Regions from separate parts of the Mus musculus genome. Here regions 2, 3 and 4 are each linked to region 1. The links are chromatin contacts, called in public Hi-C and promoter capture Hi-C maps. All regions are on one chromosome and are shown on one strand. Each heading gives the region's core, a stretch centred on a gene start, on an enhancer-like site or on the middle of the called end of the contact. The rest is flanking DNA. Distances are from core to core; before and after follow the strand shown.

Region 1 (2,635 bases), core at 78-2,577:
CCTTTGTTCTATTTCTGCACGCTGATCAGAGGATAAACATGAGGTGAACCAATTGGCAATTTAAAGAATGCAAAGCTTAAAAACTCCAAATATTTCTGGTTAATAAGGATACTCATAATTAAGAAAGCAAGAAGCACAGGCAAACACTGCATCTAATTTTCGACACCATAGGGCCTAGAACTGTTGAATAAAACACTCAACAGTTATCAAAATGTTCTAAAACTCGCCGAGATTTCTACTTCATTTAGGCCAAATCCGTTTTTTTGTTTTTGTTTTTCTGTCATTAATAAAATAGGCACTTATTTACCTAATTAACGCTGTCAATTTATCAAGGCCAAAACTTACTTTCACAGACTGGTGTCAACGTTCTCATTTGTTCTAGGCCGGATCCGAAGGGTACTAAGTAGATATGTAATGATACATAAGCAAAATTTTGAAATGAAAAGAACCATTGCAATGACATTCAATAAAGGGTTCAGATTATTGTCAGACCCTCTTCCCTTCTCTTGCCATTTACCACATGGTTAGTAGTCTCCAGGTTAATATGTACTGTTCCCAAAATAATTGTGGGAGTCACTTGTCAGAAGTTTCATATGTAGCATAAATTTTAGATGCCATCACAGCTGGGAATCTAACTCAGTTGGCAGTGTGTGGCTATGGTGCACAAATGGCCGGCTTATCCACCGCACCATATAAAAACAGGCGTGATGGAACATTTCTGTAACTCCCATTGTGGAGGCAGAAAGTTCTGCAGTTCAAGGTCATTCCTTAGCTGCTTAGGAGTTCCGGAGCCAGCAGGAGATACAAGAGACCCTGAGTCTAAACTAATTTTATATGGCGTCAAATGTCCAGATCTCAAATATACTCACATATATTTAATAATATTCACATATATTGACATATATTTAAGAATACTGGGGTTGGAGAGATGGCTCGGAGGTTAGGAGTACTGGCTGCTCTTCCAGAGGTCTCCAGTTCAACCCCAAGCTTTCACCATTCTGGCTTACAACGAATACATGCAGGCAGGAGACTGTGTACAAATAAACAAACCCTTTTAAAAAAGAGAGAGAGAGAGAGTACTGACATATGGACCCAGGACGAAAGGGTGTCTCTCGTTCATAGGCCAAGACTTAGAAGGCAAAAACTTTGCCACATTGAGTAGCCACTGACTTGCCGGGTTAGGGCTCTGGAGCGTCTTCTCCTTCCTTTGCAGGGACGCTCCCATCCTGCTCTGCAGTTATGCACGGACCAATCGCCACACGTGTTGTTTGTAGGTGTTGGATGGCACACGCTGATTGGGCGCCGCGGAGGGGTTGAGCCTGGCACTGTCAGTATTGCATCACCTCCAGACGCGGAACGTGGTCGCAGGCTGCAACCTGAGCGAGCTCTCCGGGTTCCCAGGTAAGCCGCACCCTCTTGTCCTTCTGGGCCGCAGAGTGAGGCCCGCCCGTGTAACAACCTCCAGACAGCACGAGGCGGTGAAAAAGGAGCACGCTGCTTCTCACTGTGAGTGAGCTGCGGGCACAAAGCTATTTCCAGAGAGCTTTCGTGGAGGGAGAGTAACATTGCAGAACTCAGAGCTGCCCGCAGATTCTGGCCTGACTCGTTGGGTGGAGGACTGAGATCCTTAGAAGTACCCCCTTCACTTAGTGGGACCTTGGTGGCTTATGAGCAGGGAGTTGTGAGAATGCAGCGTGACATAGTATCCGAGAGAAGATCGGAATCTGATTGAGGTCACTGCCAAGTTAGGTGTTTTAAAAGAACTAACCTAGGAGTCTTTCTGGAGTCTGGGCTTCTCCCAACTGTGCTGGGATTCGCGTGTACTTATCTCTCGGTACCAAGGTAGGTAGGTTATGCGCTGCACGCTTGTCCTGGGCTCACAGAATCTGCTAATGCAGTTTAAGCTCACTGTTGGCGGCCCTACAGAACAAACTATTGGGGTTTGGAGGTGTGAAGAGATAACTTATCCGGGTCTCCTATAGGCTTGGACTGAAGGTGGGCAGAGATTATACTCCAAGGTTTATATAAATCTATCCTGTCTGGACAGAAGATGAGGGGGTCGTTGTTGTCATTTTGGCTTGGGACGTGTGCGTGATGAATATGTGAGAGAATAACTTCGTTTTCAACCTCATGAATTTGTTCTCTTTTTTACTGTGTTAGAGAAATAAGCCGAAATCATTGAGAAACTCACAGAATGCAAACTAGTGTATCTGAGACTTGCTCTTTTGTTTCTCAGTGTATAGGTAGAAAGTATAGAGTTGGTCTTCTCTAACTACTAGTTCTGCATCTGGGCTTTCAACCAGCCAGTGCTCATGCTATGTGGTTAGGTCTGTAGTAGTGACATGTACTGTACGTGTACAAACGTAATGTCTTGGTCATTATTTCCTAAGCAATATAGTATAGCAATTGTGTATCTAGGATTTAAATGTATTAGGTAGGATAAGTAAAGATTAGTTAAAATACACCGGCAGATGCATGTAAATTATAGGCTAATACTATGTTTATAAGAGAATTAAGCATCCTTGTATTTGGGTGTTCCAACAGATCCTGAATCCAGTACCCCGTGGATGTGGAGGGGCGTTTCTGTTTGACTGGCTTGTGTTTTGTTGTTGTTGTTGTTGATGATGATGATGTC
Region 2 (2,635 bases), core at 73-2,572, 2.0 Mb after region 1:
TCATACCTCCATATTATTTGTGTTATAGAGTGTATGCTTACATCCTCCTATTTACATGTTGAAATTTTAATCCCACCTGTTGTCTCACGTGATAATATCGGTAGGCAATTAGCACCTTTATTATTTTAGTGCTAAAAATAACTTTAAAGTTGTGCAAGAAGTCAGACGATCTTGTGTTCTCTTTAACTGAGGGCCAAGTGAAGTCGGGAAACCTGTCGTTAAAAGATTGCAGGCACCTGATTACCCAACTCTATAAAAAAATAAAATTGTAGTTACATGCTGACTTCCGTTTTTATTATTTTAGACAGGATCACACTTTGCTATCCTACCATCTGTTAAAGATATTAGGCTGAAGCTGGACGGTGATGGGGCATCCACTTTTAATCCCAGCACTGGGGAGGCAGGGGCAGGAGGATCGCTGAGTTTGAGGCCAGCTTGGTGTACAGAGCGAGTTCCAGGATAGCCAGGGCTACACAGAGAAACTCTGTCTCAAAAACAAAACAAAACAAAACAAAACAAAAAACAGCCGGGCGGTGGTGGCGCACGCCTTTAATCCCAGCATTTGGGAGGCAGAGGCAAATGGATTTCTGAGTTCGAGGCCAGCCTGGTTTACAGAGTGAGTTCCAGGACAGCCAGAGCTACACAGGAAAAGCCAGTCTCCGAAAAAACAAAAACCAAACCAAACTAAAAAAAAAAAAGGAGGAGGGAGGGGTGTTGACCTGGCATTGGAGTACAGGGATTAAAGGTGTGGGCCAGTACGCCCAGCTGCCGTGGGTTACTTTGTTATCCTAACAGCCACACCAGAGCAATTCATCCACTGCAACAAATCGCAAAAATATTAAAAGAAAAATGACACCTGCTCATTGTAGAAAATGGTTGTTATATGTAACTTGCTGCACGAAACCACGACTTAACACCCTTTCAACTTCCTTTTACATGAGCACATCTTTTTAAGATGGGACTAGCTCGCAGCCAAGCGTAATTAGCGTTGCCATCAGGGGCAGCGGAGGGCACCTTACCCTCTGGAACGCTCCGCAGCTGGACTTCCCTGACCACAGAGACCGCCCCCCAGGCGTCTCGTGCCGCTCCGGCCCCCAGAGCCCCGGATACCTCATCTCGTGTCCGCCCACCACCCAACGGTTCTGCCCCCAGGCACGTTCTAAACCACTGCGCACGCGCTGCGAGGCACTTAACGACTCGGCTCCGCCCTTCTCAATATCTCTTGGGGTCGCCGGGCGCTCCTCGCTGAATCGTTAGCCAATCCTTACTCCCGCCCTCGCAATCTTGCAACAGGCTTCTGATTGGTTACCTGTCCTCGAGGTCTGCGCGGAGCGTGATTGGTTGGTGGCTTCGCCCAATCGGCGGAGGGCTGTCGGATTCAAATCCAGAGCGTTGGGCCTGCGGTCGTTGGCCTCATTCGAGTCGTTGCGTCGGCCCTAGGCGGACGTAGAGCCCCTTGCGCCCGGTTTCCTGATCCCGCTTACTCCTCTGCGCGCCGGCAGGATGGCCCACAAGCAGATCTACTACTCAGACAAGTACTTCGATGAGCACTACGAGTACCGGTGAGGAGCGCCTGCGGAGGAGGGCCGCGCTGGGAGGTCAGACCTGGTGGTCGGGACTCGGACCCCCTTAGAGGCCTCCGTCCGTCCGGGCAGCCTTGCTTTGTGTAGTGTTGCGGGGATCGCAGGAGATGGGGAGTCGTTAGATGGGTGGGCAGCGCCTAGTCTGGGAGTTCACGACCGCAAACCGCACTGGCCCGGACTGGCCGGGAGGGGAAGTCCCCGGAAACGCACCCGACGGGCATTATCGAGTGTCTGATGGGTAACGGCTCCAGACGCTGTAACACGGGGCGTTGTTAAAGGGCTTCAAGATCAAATTGAAAACTCGAGATTGCCTTCGGAAGGATTGGGGTGGTGGTGGCTACGTTACCTTCAACTGCTAGTCCATATTGGCCACGTTTGGGGCTTTTGAGGAAGTTTTGAGTTTTAAATCCTGAGATGCGCAGGAAGGTAGTACCTACGTTAATATAATTAGCAAATGGGATTGTGGAAAGTAAGGGAGGATTGTAGTTAACTTTATTGTATCCCTTATGACTTGGGGTGTGGTTTCAAAGGCCTTTCCGTCGCTGGGTTCTTCTGGGTTGGGATTAGAGCGTTGCATTCTGGGACACAGTCAAGGACTCCAGGTGGGTAAAACCTGTTCCTCCCTTGGGCAAATAGTGACCTTGTTTTCTGTTTGCTGCCCTTTTAGGTTAGTGTCCAGAATGCTGTTTGAGGGATGAGACACTTTTTAAAAGAGTGGCTTCACCGCCCCACCCCCCATTCTCTCAGTCCGCTAGTGTAGAAGTCTTCACAGCCAGAAAACTTTTTCCAGGCTGTTTGACGATGCACTAATGCTATAAACTTGAATGTTCTTAAGTAGGGAAGTCTCATGGGTTTTTTTTTTCCCCCTTACTAAAAAATTTAAATACATAACAGTCTTTACATAGTAATTACAAACTTCACAATGGTAACCATGTGATAATTGGCTTAATATTTGGTCGTTATAGTAACTCAGAACTTGGTTTGGAAATATCCAAAAATGACCGAAAGTAATTGTACTGTCTTTCTAAATTAGGCAAATAATTATTTGGATG
Region 3 (2,635 bases), core at 92-2,591, 1.1 Mb before region 1:
TTGAGATCCACCTGCCTCTGCCTCCTGAGTGCTGGGATTAAACTTGTGTGCCAACACCTTCTTTATAGCCACATGTTTTGCATTCCTCTACCTTTCCAGCTTGAAAAATTACTAAGTCTCAAATCAGCACAACTTCAATTTATAGTGGGGGAGGGCACAGCTTGCTTCAAGTCTACAAAACTATCAATTTCTACAATAAAATTACCCATAGGGTAAAATGCACGCCCCATCTACACAATTTTGATAACACTTTTTAGACCCGACTTAATTTGGAAGATTTCTATTCTCTAATTAAAGTTCTTACATTTCCAACTAGTATTTTTGTTACACTAACAATTTCAAATTTCCCAAATATTACTGCTTCAACTGACAGAACCTAATGAAAGGCCAGAATGCTGAAAAATCTGTATTAAACTAACTTTTCTTTTTTTGGCTTTTTTCGAGACAGGGTTTCTCTGTGTAGCCCTGGCTGTCCTGATACTCACTTTGTAGACCAGGCTAGCCTAGAACTCAGATATCCGCCTGCCTCTGCCTCCCAAGTGCTGGGATTAAAGGCGTGCCCGGCTAAACTAACTTTTCTTATAAAAAGATTGTTTACTTGTTCAATTTTCTTCACAAGATTATCAGGCAATCAAAAACAAGAACACTAATGTTTTAAACTTCAAAAACAGGTTGCCAATATTTTTCAACAGTTAAAAAAGCAATCTGTCATCGTCTTCCATTTTAACTAAGTTTCTAAAGTTTTTCTCCGCCCCCCCTTGTCCTTTCATAATTATCCTTTTAACACAAAAAGTTGAAAACTACAACACAGACGATCACTTCTGACACAGACCCTGCACTAACAAGCGGGATCACCGAAGGGCAGTCCTGGCCAAGGGCATAAAGGTTACCACCCTGCCTCCGCTAAAGAGCGCGCCGAGAGATAAGTTTTCTTAGCCGGCCTCCGAGAGGCCACCCGCTTCCAAGAGTTTGCAGCCTCCCCAGTCAAAAGGCCAGTCTCGTTTCCGGTGCCACCGAGCTGCAAATCTCCTACCCCATCCCCTGGGATACAGTTTCCTCCCGCTCTCGCGCTCCCCTCCCCCTGGCCAAGGACGGGCAGCCGCAGCGATCCTCCAGCCCCAGCAGCTGCTCCAGGCCCTCAGGCCGCAGTTGGCCGAGCGGAGCAGGGGCAAGCAGCCAGCGTTGGCTCTCCGTTCCCTCCCTGCCAGCGCCTTCCCGCCCCGCCCCGTCCCTCCCCGCCCCCCGCACTTCCTACCTTCCTCCATCCCACCCCCCCCAACCAAAGCCAAGGTCTCCCCGGCCCACAAACCTGACGGCGGAAGTGACGTCATAGAGGCCCGGCTACGTCCGCAGCCAGTCACGCCACAGCGGGGAGGTAGCCCCGACCAACCGGCGCGAGCCAGAGGGCGGGACTTCCGTCCGCCGCAAGTTTGATTGAAGCGGCGGGGGAGGGGCGAGGTGAGGAATGTGAAGAATGACCCCCCTCCCCCGCCCGGTCGCCGAGGAGCTGGGCGGGAAGCGGAGGGGGCTGGGGCAGGCCAGCGGCCACGCGGCACCCCTCCCCCGCCCGAGCCCCAAGGCCCACGGCATCCGTGGGCCACCGGCCCCGGGGCCACCCGCCTGCCCGAGGCGCCCAGGCCATCCCACGGGTCCCAGGGTGCGGCGCGGCAGCCCCCAAGTCTTCCCTCCTGGTCGCCCGCTGCCGCCGCCGCTGAGTCTGGAGGAGGGAAAAATGGCGACGTCCCCGCGCTCGCCTTCACGCCCGCAGTACCCACCTCAAGCTCGCGGATAAAGGCGTCCCGCTGCCGCCACGGGAAATGGTCTGGCTTTCCCCCCACCGTGGCCCTCCACCGCCGCGCCCGGGAGAGAGCAGCGCGCGAGAACCCGGATGGAAGCGCGGGCGGGCGGGCGCCGCCTCGGCGGCCTGAGGGAAGGCTACGCGCGCGCCGGGAATCCGAGGCGGGGGCGGGAGCTGCGGGCAGCGCGCATTCCTATTGGCGGACGCTGTTGACGGACGTGTGCCTCGCCCTCTCGCCTTAGCCGGTCGGGGCTCACCCGGACCCCCACTGGAGGGTGACGGCTGAGCCCGCCCCCGCCGCGGAGAAGGCGGGTCTGGCCCGCCCACCGTGACAGGCTCCTCTTTCCCTACTGGAGGACCGGGAGAATAGCGAGGACCGTCCTCTGAGTCCCGCCCTCCGCGGTGATGGACAAGTCGTGTCACGTGGCCTCCGTCCGCTCTGCCGGCTGCGAGGCGGGAGGTGCTAGAGTTTTCGGGGCGGTTTTCACGTGTACCCAAGATGTTGGATTCACTCAGTCTTCCCTCTCGGGGGCTCCGGGGCTCGACGCCAAGGCCACTCCATACCTCACTTCACCCATCTGTCACATAAGGAGTTAGGTCTCCTATGGTGTATCTTTTATCTCTTTTATTTTTTTTTTCTTTCCCATGTATTGAAATTTTTGTGCTAAAACTTTTTCAAAGCAATCTTTACGAATTCTTTTTTTTTAAATCAATGCAAAAGCATTTCTTCATTCTTACTGGAACTTTCCATGCACTAGGAGACCTCTCTGCTCTTTGGTGGGTGGGTTGGGGTACTATTTAATGATAGTAGGTTTGCACGGTTTAAAAAAGAGAGTC
Region 4 (2,635 bases), core at 45-2,544, 1.1 Mb before region 1:
CACAGGTGGGATTCCTGGGTAGCGAGAAGTTTCGCTACAACTGAACAGGAAGAAACCACATGGTGATGAGTGAGTGGTTTGAGGTCATACATGCGTGTTTACATTTTATTTCTTTCCACTAACAGCTCTGATTGTGGCAAATCACCCAAGCCTTCCTTTCTGAGGGAAAGACAAAAACAAAACAACAACCTGGAATGACACTTTGTTGTTAAACTCAAGAAAGCTTATGCTGTGCAGGGTGGGGGTGGAGGGTGAGGTGGAGGTGGATATATACATGTTCACACAGGTTAATAGTGCCCGCCATGATAACAGCTTCTCAGGCTCCTTCAGCTCGCAGTCAATGAATGATAGCTTGTGTTCAGTTTTTAGCATAGACAACCCTTGCTGGAATAATTTGATCAGCTATTTCCCTAAAGCACTGTTTCTCAAGCTCCACCCCCCTCCTCCCTGGGCCTTTGTTTACTAAATTTTCTTTTCCATTAAAATTTAATACCACAGGTAGGGTGTATCTATGGTGTGGTCCTCTGAAAGGCCACAAACCCTTTATTATATAAGAAAACACACACACCCCAGAGCAGGGACATCGACATCATCATCATCATTATCAACGTTGAGAATGCATGTCAGGAGAAAAAGTGACTTGGTCAAGGTCACGTGACTCGTTTACTGACAGAAAGAGGTCCGAATTAGGGATCCCAAAGTGGTAGCCTGATACCTGCTTGTGGCTGTCTTGTCTGCTTTATTTGTAATGAAGAACTAGTTGTCAATATTTCTAATCAAGAGATTTCAACTAAAACACCCAAGCAAGCCTCCAACTGCTCCCGAGAAATCCGAGTGTCGCAGCACTTGAGCAAGACAGAGGGGCGCCCGGTGGCCCTGGTCCCCCGCCCCGCCTCTAGGGATGCGCCTCCAAATAACGCCTCCCTGGATAACCCGCCGCGTAAGGACAACCGTCTGGGGACCGCTCGGCGGGCGCCTAACTGGCTGCGGACTCCGAACCTCTTGGCGCGCTTCGCTCTCCGGCTTCGGAGCCCTGGAGCCGACGGGTCGGTGTCTCACGTCTAGGGCCGGGAGGCGCGGGCGGAGAGGACCGGCCGGCCCCGGGCGCTGCTCGGGCGGGTTCCGCGGCGCTGGCCTGCCCGCAGGCCCGGCCTCCCGCCGCGCCTCTGAGCAGGGAGACTCCCCGCCAGGCGCGCTACACAACGTCTCCCTCGGGCGCGCGCACGGGCCACTCCACAGCCCGGCCGCCGAGGACGCCCTGTCGCCGCCGCGGCCTTGCGCGCGCCCGACCCAACAGCCAATAGCCGGAGCCGCTCGGTGCACGTGATACGCGCCAGCCAATGGAGACTCGAGGCGGCCCGTGACGCGGCGGACAGCTTCTAAGGTTTTCGAACATGTGGGAGCCGCTGGGAAGCCGAGCTGGGGCTTGAGTGGTCGCGGGCTGAGCCGACGGCGTGTGCGCGGAAAGCCCGGAGGACCCTCAGGGCCATGAGAGGGCGCGGCTGCCAGCCTGCAGCATGGGGGTGGGGGTGGGGGGCACCGACTCCCCACGAGCCCCGGTGCAGAGTCGCAGGAGGAGCGAGGACTGCTCTGGAGCTTCGCTCACGGAACCACGTGTTCCGTCTCAGCGCCCAAAGAAGAAGAAAAGCCCATATTATGCATCGAATGTCTTCATTTCCCCCCTAATATTCTTGAACTATTATATTTAATAGTCAATATTGTCTTGCACTATGACAGTTTAAATATGAATTTCTGGAGTTGGTCTAGTAGGGGAAAGTTGAATTATGTAGAGGGGGGAAAATGAAGACCAAGTGCTGTCATAAGTATGGGTCCTGTAGGTATCTGGTGAAACCACTGTACCTGTTAGCAACGATCCGTGTTGCTAACGAAAGTCCCAACTGCCACTTGTTCTGTAAGCATACTTTAACTCAAGTAGAAATTTCCCCTCGGTTGTTCTGAAACAGACCATCAGCAAATGTTCACTAAGGCAGTAATTTAAAGACACCAGTGCTGTAGCAGTTGGATGACCAAAGCTAAAAACCCATAAATACTATGTCTCTCCACAGTGGAGTAGGCTAGCCTAATAAATCTGAATTCTCCAACTCTCAGAGTGGTGTTTGGTTCTTCTTTGGTCAGTTTTCCATAACACCAGAGTCTCTTCCTTCTGTTCTCCTGCAATCCTTAGACTTTCTTTGTCAAAGCCTTGCCAGCATCTTAGCCTCTTGTGACTCCAGGTCTGGACAGGAACAGGGACCCTGTCATTAAGAGACCTGACTGGTCTCTGCCCTCTTGTAACAGAAACTCCAGGTTCCAGAATCCTGATCTAAACTCACAGGCATTTCTTCTCATTAAAGCTGTACCCAGGGATCCAGACATTCTGCCATGTCACCCTTAAAAAATCAGGTTTCCTTTCAATTTGTGTCATGGATCAAAATCGTAGACAGAGCACCATCCACCATGTCCTTATTTAATATTTTAATAAAGATCTTACTAGAAGCCTACCCATCAACTTAATCATATTATAGATCTTACATACTCAGTAACATGACCTCATGTAGTTGAGAAATGTCTTCACTAGGCACATTTCTGTTCTTAAGGAAATCCCATGCCAAAAAAGTGAGGGATGGATCCAGAT

Evidence for each region. Promoter capture Hi-C pulls out the DNA fragments that hold promoters and counts their contacts. Hi-C and Micro-C count contacts between places; a contact is called where the count stands out from the background. Capture Hi-C pulls out chosen DNA fragments and counts their contacts.
Region 2: a contact with region 1 is called in a promoter capture Hi-C map of liver, with 3 times the contacts expected there. The contact joins the promoter of Cks2 here to the promoter of Iars in region 1. A contact is called at or near these places in 3 of 39 promoter capture datasets (cranial neural crest, hippocampal neurons and liver), 3 of 115 datasets of contacts at active chromatin or transcription factors (all in embryonic stem cells) and 1 of 9 other capture datasets (embryonic stem cells).
Region 3: a Hi-C map of B cells shows a contact between it and region 1, with 6 read pairs. The contact joins the enhancer-like site here to the promoter of Iars in region 1. A contact is called at or near these places in 1 of 39 promoter capture datasets (pre-B cells), 1 of 484 Hi-C or Micro-C datasets (B cells) and 1 of 9 other capture datasets (adipose tissue).
Region 4: a contact with region 1 is called in a promoter capture Hi-C map of liver, with 3 times the contacts expected there. The contact joins the promoter of Ptpdc1 here to the promoter of Iars in region 1. A contact is called at or near these places in 1 of 39 promoter capture datasets (pre-B cells) and 1 of 9 other capture datasets (liver).

Annotation. Positions count from the first base shown.
Region 1 is chr13:49,680,803-49,683,437 of GRCm38.p6, forward strand. It overlaps Iars (isoleucine-tRNA synthetase), which reads left to right and starts at 1,328. Exons shown (of 34, transcript NM_172015.3): 1 at 1,328-1,401.
Region 2 is chr13:51,643,910-51,646,544 of GRCm38.p6, forward strand. It overlaps Cks2 (CDC28 protein kinase regulatory subunit 2), which reads left to right and starts at 1,323. Exons shown (of 3, transcript NM_025415.3): 1 at 1,323-1,562. The coding sequence starts at 1,504.
Region 3 is chr13:48,544,575-48,547,209 of GRCm38.p6, forward strand. No RefSeq gene overlaps it. Among named protein-coding and RNA genes, the nearest start is that of Mirlet7a-1, 7.6 kb to the left of the region's middle. Within about 2 kb of position 1,342, at least 414 of the 459 cell types and tissues checked have an H3K27ac peak or open chromatin away from gene starts, as enhancers often do. A contact at or near this core is called in B cells, adipose tissue and pre-B cells, where this site is marked.
Region 4 is chr13:48,624,378-48,627,012 of GRCm38.p6, forward strand. Ptpdc1 (protein tyrosine phosphatase domain containing 1) reads right to left here and starts at 1,295. Exons shown (of 10, transcript NM_207232.2): 1 at 1,000-1,295.